Linked DNA regions of Triticum aestivum: region 1 is linked to region 2. The links are chromatin contacts, called in public Hi-C maps. All regions are on one chromosome and are shown on one strand. Each heading gives the region's core, a stretch centred on a gene start, on an enhancer-like site or on the middle of the called end of the contact. The rest is flanking DNA. Distances are from core to core; before and after follow the strand shown. Region 1 has its middle 67 kb from the start of LOC123055319. Region 2 has its middle 5.9 kb from the start of LOC123055288.

What was found. A called contact is a pair of places that touch in the nucleus more often than the background predicts.
Region 1: a contact with region 2 is called in a Hi-C map of leaf, with 6 times the contacts expected there. The contact joins two enhancer-like sites. A contact is called at or near these places in 2 of 5 Hi-C or Micro-C datasets (leaf and an unstated tissue).

The regions. Positions count from the first base shown.
Region 1 is chr1A:448,105,447-448,108,996 of IWGSC CS RefSeq v2.1, forward strand. No RefSeq gene overlaps it. Among protein-coding and RNA genes, the nearest start is that of LOC123055319, 67 kb to the left of the region's middle. Within about 2 kb of position 2,150, at least 5 of the 8 cell types and tissues checked have an H3K27ac peak or open chromatin away from gene starts, as enhancers often do.
Region 2 is chr1A:447,940,544-447,944,291 of IWGSC CS RefSeq v2.1, forward strand. No RefSeq gene overlaps it. Among protein-coding and RNA genes, the nearest start is that of LOC123055288, 5.9 kb to the left of the region's middle. Within about 2 kb of position 2,493, at least 3 of the 8 cell types and tissues checked have an H3K27ac peak or open chromatin away from gene starts, as enhancers often do.

The DNA of each region.
Region 1 (3,550 bases), core at 900-3,399, 160 kb after region 2:
GAAAAAAACATGAAGATAAAAGGGAAACCAAAGTTATGCTTCCTACAAACAGACAGTCATGCTTTTTTACTTTTCGTTGTGCTTCACCGTGAAACATAACTATACTTTTCAATTTTCAAAAAATACACACTATGAGAAGGACATATGTGCTTCACGTCGAAGCACAAAAATGCTTTTGTTGTGAAGCACATCTGATATTTGCAGCAAGGGCATTACTTAACCTCAAAATGATGAAACAACTTTTTCACGCGAGGAAACAAAAAAAATCTCAAAAACCTAGAAGAAACCAAGCAATTTTTTCTCAAAACACGTGAAGAAATAAAAAGAACATGTCTGTCGTGATTGCGCTTAACGTGCGACATGTCAGAACGGCTAGGCATACCATATATCAATGGCAAATCCAAAAAGGGACTCTCCTGGAAAAGTCTACTCATGCCTTCTCATATCTGCAAGCGTGACCGATCGGGTGCGTGTTCTGCGATGAATGGTGAAATCACTAGTTAGATGGTAACCCTTGCAAATATCACTCTCACCTTTTTTTGTGGTGACTAGTGAGCTAACTGCATGTGTGATACTTGTTGTAACCTAAGAGTTTTATATTTTTGTTAATGGTTTATCTCTTGAACCGTGCATCCGAAACATGAATTGTTTTCGCTGTAATGTTTCTGGCATTGAGATCTTCAAAATAGATGTCATTTTAATAGGTTTAGACAAGTTTTTTCACAAAAAAATGCCAAAAAAGGAAATAGAAAAAACAGAAACCCGAGAAAAAAAAGAAAACATGAAGATAAAAGGGAAACCAAAGTTATGCTTCCTACAAACAGACAATCATGCTTTTTTACTTTTCGTTGTGCTTCACCGTGAAACATAACTGTACTTTTCACTTTTCAAAAAATATACATATGAGAAGGACATATGTGCTTCACGTCGAAGCACAAATGTGCTTTTGTTGTGAAGCACATCTGATATTTGCAGCCAGGGCATTACTTAACCTCAAAATGATGAAACAAGTTTTTTCACGTGAGGAATCAAAAAAAAATCTCAAAACCTAAAAAAAACCAAGCAATTTTTTCTCAAAACAGACATGTCAGAACGGCTAGGCATACATATATCAATGGCAAATCCTAAACGGCGCTCATAGCGTCGGTTATAGTGTTAATGGTACACGGCGCACACACCCCTTCCCCGATGGGCCAGCCCATGATCATTTTTTTCCTTCGTAAACTGCTGCAAAAATAAGCGCTGATAAGGATTCGATCCCGCGCGGTGAGGTTACAGCGCAACACTCGCTAACCACCCGAGCATGGTCAGTCATGTGATCATGTGCAGCTTCTTCTTTCTTGTATTCTTTTTTTTCCTTTTTCTTTTTTTATTTCTTCTTTCTTTTATTCATTATTTTCCTTTTCTGTTTTCTTTCTTTATTTTTTTCTAATTCAATATAAAAAGTTCACCGGATTGTATGAACGTTTTTTCAAATTTGATGAACTTTTTTCAAAATTCATGATTTTTTTTCAAATTCGATGAACTTTTTTTCCAAATCCGTGAAGTATTTTTCAAATTCGATGAACTTTTTTTAAATTAGGTGGTCTTTTTTGAAATTCGATGAACTTTTTCTCAAGTTCAATAAACTTTTTTTTTGAAGTTTGTGAACCTTTTTGAAGATAGATGATCTTTTTTGAAAGTCGGTGAACTTTTTTTGAAATTCAATGAACTTATTTTTCAAAATTGATGAACTTTTTCCCAAAATCAACAAACTTTTTGAAATTTTGTGAACTTTTTCCTAATTCATAAATTTGTTTTGAATACATGAAGTTTTTTCCAAGTCGTGATTGTTTTTAATATTTTGTTCAGATCTTTTTCCAAAAAAATAACGTTTTTTCTTGAATGTATGTGGAAGAAATAGTGCAGCAATGTTTTAACTATTTTGTAACATAAACATTCACAATCTGGTAGTAGCTCTAGTGGTTAAGAAACATGTGCATGACCTAAACGGTGGTAGCTCGGATCCTCACGGGAGCACACTTTTTTATCGAGCAAAATTGGTTTTTTTTTGAACAAAACCAACTCGTTAGCATGGCAGCGTTGATGGGCCGGCCCACCCAAGAGAGCGCGTGAGCGCCGGGTTCGTCTGGCGGCGCTAAAAGCGCCAGTTAAGGAGAGCTCCTGCCCAGCGCCTTATGCGCCCTTTGACGCAACTGGCGCCCACTGCACCACGCTAGTGGGCCGGCCCATGAGAATGCAATGCAAGGCAGTGCAAAAAATGTATTAATGTGCAGAAAAACTACCCGAGAAACTAAATCTTGATAGGATTCGATCCTGCGCCAGTTAGCTCCAAAGCTTGGTGGCCAACCAATAGACCTATTAAGCTCTTATTGACAGATTGCAACACGAAATCTCTAAGAAATAACTTTAGACGCCCTTTTTAGAAAAACGGGATTTCTTTTGAAAAGAAATATGAACAAAATTTGAATGTCCACAAATTTAAAAAAATCACGAATTGCAAAAAAGTTCATATATTTACGATTCAAAGTTTCATAAAACTGAAAAAATTCATCGGTTTTCAAAAAAAGTTCATCGACTTTGAAAAAAGTTCACTGATTTTCAAAAAAAGTTCACCGATTTTCAAAAAAAAGTTCACCAATTTTCAAACAAAGTTCATCGAGATTGAAAAAAGTTCATCAACTTTGATAAAAAAGTTCATCGATTTAAAAAAAGGTTCATTGTTTTTTTAAAGTTCATCACATTTGAAAAAAGTTCATCGAATTTGAGAAAAGTTCATCGAACTTGAAAAAAGTTCACCATTTTTGCGAAAATTTGGTCACCTTTAAAAAAGTTCACTCATTTTAATAAGAAAGAGAAAAAAAACAAAGATAGAAAATGAAACAGGGAAAACAACAGCCTTTTCTGCGTTTATATATAAAGAAAATAAAAAGAACAACCATAACACATGTGGTTATCTGGTTCAATTGGTTGCTGTGATGGCTACCTAAACGAACGGGTGGGGTTCGAGTCGCGGCTAGCGCACTTTTTTGGGGAATTTTTAAGAAACAGGAAAGCAAAATGGTATCAATGTAGGAAGCGCTTTCAAATGACCGCGAGGTTCCGTGGGAGCAACTAGTTAACGAGCGCTCATTATGAGCGGTTCAGGAGCGCTCCGTGCGTGACAAGTGTCGTGTGCGGAGCGCTCCCGCAAAGGAAAACCAGTTGCGCGGTTGGTTTCCGGTTTTTCCTTTCCGGTTTGTGGTTTGCTGCATTTTGCAGTTTGACTCTCGAATTACCTGAATTTTCCATTTTCCCTTTCTGCGCGAAAGCACAAAAAAAAATACCGGTTCGCGCGGTTGGTTACCTTTTTCCCTTTCTTGTTTTCCTTTTTGTTCCCATTATATTTCCGGGTAATGGGGATTTATGGGGTAGTTACGAGCGGGGACTACCAACACTATCAGATGTCACCTTTCAAGTAAAGAAAAAAGCAACTTTTTAATGAAAAAAGCAGTCTGCAGAATCATTCAATCATGTTGTACGTCGTCATGTGACATTTGATAATCATTTA
Region 2 (3,748 bases), core at 1,243-3,742:
AATTTTAAAAAATTGTAATCCTTTTTTAAAATGCACATACATATTTTTATTACAGAAACATTTTATAACTAAGTGATCTATTGTTGAAAGACAAACATTTTTTATTTCCATATACATTTTTAAAATAAGTGAATATCAAGTCAAAAAATATTTCAACGTTATTTATAAGTATAGATTTTTTTCTATAATAAAATTTTAATTTTTATTAACAAACACACTATAATATTTTTAAGAAAAAAAATAGGAAAAGAATAACCAAATCAGAATATCTCATTCTAATCTCGAGCTCAAATGCTCCTCATATGAATAGTAAAACCCACAAAACAGCAAAAACAATGAAAAAAAATCAATTTTTTAAACAAGCATTTCTTAGTTTTCTACTTACGTGCAGTTTTTTTGTGATGGAATGACATTCGCATCCATCTCGAAAAATATAAAATTAAGGGCTTAATATGCTTCCACAAACAACCTTGTTAGAACATCTATGTTTTCATGGAGCATTTTGAATATTTTTTCTCTACTCTTATAAAAAAATCGAGTTGGTGATGATGGTGTGCCTGCCATCTTGCAAGATAGACCGTTTGATCTATATTTGACGGATAGAAAGCAAACTATGGCAATTTTGCAAAAAGATGCCCGCACCTCTCTCCATATTTGCAAATAAGGCCTTCCCTTGTTCATCCTTATCTCCCACAACCTCATTGTTGAGCAATTAAAAAAGGAAACCTCTGGAACAATCTGGCATGGTGGCCGCATGGGTTTTTACACTCCTCCTCACCCTATCTCTTCTCTTTCTCAAGATATCATTAGTTTTTACACATGGGATTACTTCCGCATGGGTCAATCACAATATGTGTTTTATATAAAAAAAAGAGAAAAGTATACTTTTCGTCCCTCAATTCTTTGCAGAGTCTAGATTTGGTCCTTCAACTTTAAAACCGGACAATTTGCATCCTTAACTTATGAAACCGGACAAGATTCATCCCTGGTCACAGTTTTGACCGGTTTTGGTCCCGTCCCACGCCGGTTTTGACCGTTCCGACTCAAATTTGCCTACCTTTCCTAGGTCCACGTAATGTTTTCAAATTCGGTTACTTTTTCCAAATACATGAACCTTTTTAAAATTTGTGTACTTTTTTTAAATCTGTGTACTTTTCCCAAGTTCATGTACTTTTTCAAATATGCGTATTTTTTAAAAGTTCATTTGGTTTTTTGAAGTTCATTTAATTTTTAAAAATTTATGTACCTTTTCATATTAGAATACATTTTTTTGAAAGAGTTCATGAATTTTGAAATTTTATGCGAACTTGAAAAAAGTACGTGGATATGGACTTCTTTTACACAAAAATATGTGGATTTCAAAAATTATTTCAACTTGAAACAAGTACGTGAATTTCAAACAAAGTTCATGGATTATAAAAGGAACATGGATTTGAAAAAATGCGGACTTTGAAAAGCATGTGGATTTGAAATAAGTATGCGAATTTCAAAAACAGTTCATGGCTTTGAAAAATACCTGGATTTGATAAAATTACGCAAAATTGGGAGAAATACGGGGTTTTGGAAAAAGTACGTAAATGTTAACAAATCAAGGATTTGAAAAAAGTATGCGAATTTTAGAATAGTTCGCTGATTTGAAAAAAGTATGTTTATTTTTGAAGAAGTTCACTGATATAAAAAAATTACAGGAATATGAGTGAGCACCGGTCAAAACCGGGGTGAGTCAACACCAAAACCGGTCAAAACTGAGTCCAGGGACGAACCTTGTCCGGTTTCTGTAGTTGGGGATGCAAGTTGTCCGGTTTTTAAGTTAAGGGGCCAAATCTAGACTTCACAAAAAATTAAGGGACGAAAAGTATACTTTTCTCTAAAAAAATGCATCTTGACGCTACGTGCAATACACGGGCATCTTGCTAGTCAACATATAAAATACACAACAATGTCTGTCACACAAAAAATTCAGAATTTTTCAAAATTATTTGCTACTTTTACTTAACGTATTGTTCACACTAAGGCTTCGGTTGGTCGTTCGGGAGATAATAACTAGGGGAGAGAAATCACGGGGGAGAATTTTCTGCTGCACGTGAGTCCACGGGTGTGAATGTCTTCCGTCTAAATAGAAAACTCCAAAAGCAAAGAACATGTCATTGGAGTGGAGGCGGGTGCCTCGCGATAGAGACAAGGAAAGTCTACCCGAAGGGAGGAGGCGATGGTTTTCAACCCGCGGAATTGGAGCAGGTCAGGGACGGAAGTGCCACTCCCAGCTATCACCAAATGGGCCTGCGGAAAAACTAGGCCGAAATAAACTCGCGGGGACCCTCTCGGGATCACTCGAAAACAAACGAGGCCTAAGGAGCAAAGAAGTCCATGTCTTACCTTTTTAAATGGTCGCACTGTTGCGGCCATTTGGCACGAGACATAGGTTGTCGGGCGCTACTGCTCCCTACAACCGTGCAACAAAACACACTCCAACGCATGACCTATGTCTCGCTTGTTGCGAAAGGTACTTCTGCATGGGAGCTCCTATAGGGCGGTTAGGGCCGGTTGACCTTGTTGGCACCCACACACATGAACAATTGGGCCGGCCCATTAAAAAGCACAGCTTCGATTCCTTCTCGGTCGCACTCCCTCAGAGAAAAAAAAAAGATCGCTCTCGATCACACAGGTATGTTCGCTCTCCCTCAAAATAGTTTTTGATTTTGCGAAAATCCCTCACAAAAAAATAAATTTTGAAGAAAAATCACAAACATGAAATTTTTTATCGACTTTGAAAAAGTCTAGTAGTTTTGGAAAAGGTTTGTCAATTTTGAAAAAAAATCATCAATTTAAAAGAACTGTTCAGTGATTTTGAAAATTTTCATCAATTTTGAAAAAGTTCATCGATTTTGAAAAAAATGAAAAAAACTTCATCAATTTTTAAAAATGTTCACGATTTAAAAAACATGAATTATAGAAAATTTGAAAAAGTTCATTATTTTCTAAAAAACTCACAAATTTATAAAAATAAAAAGAAATGGAAAAGGAAAAGGAGAAATAAAAAATAAAAAGAAAGAACCAAACAAAACCCTTTCAAAAAAAGAGAATAAAGGAACAAGAAAAAAGGAAAAAGGAAAGAAGAATGAAGAAAATAAGGAAAATATATAACTAATCACATCCGGTGGCGTGGTTGTTTGGTTACCGTAGCATGCTGTTTTTGCGTTTAAAAAGAAAAAAAGGAAGATGAATCGGCCCATCACGGAGGAGCGGGTATGCGCCCGTTTGCACATTATGAAGTAACGGGCGTTTAAGGCGCCGAATCGGCGCCTTTGCGCCTTGCCTCCTCTAGCGCGAGCGAGCTCCTGCGTCATTGAATGGGCCGGACCATGAAGTAGTTCGCCCGAAGATTTTTTGTACACCTATTCTAGGAAGGTTTCAAGCCGTTTATTTCTTTTATGTACTTTTCTTCACGGTTCATCGGTTTATCTTTCCTATTTAGTTTTGTTTTTATTTTTATGTTTTTTCCTTTAATCTTCCTTTTACTTTTCCTGTTTTCAAATATATTTCAACTCTTTAAATATGTGTAGTACATTTTTTTTACACACCTTGAATATTTTTAACATTATCTAAACATTTTAAATATAAAATATATATTTTTCAGACGCATGAACATTTTTTTCAATGTAAATAAAGTGATTAGTTCGGAACAGTTATATACATTGTATAAACGTTTTGTTAAAATATCATGAATATATTTTTGAAATGCGTCATT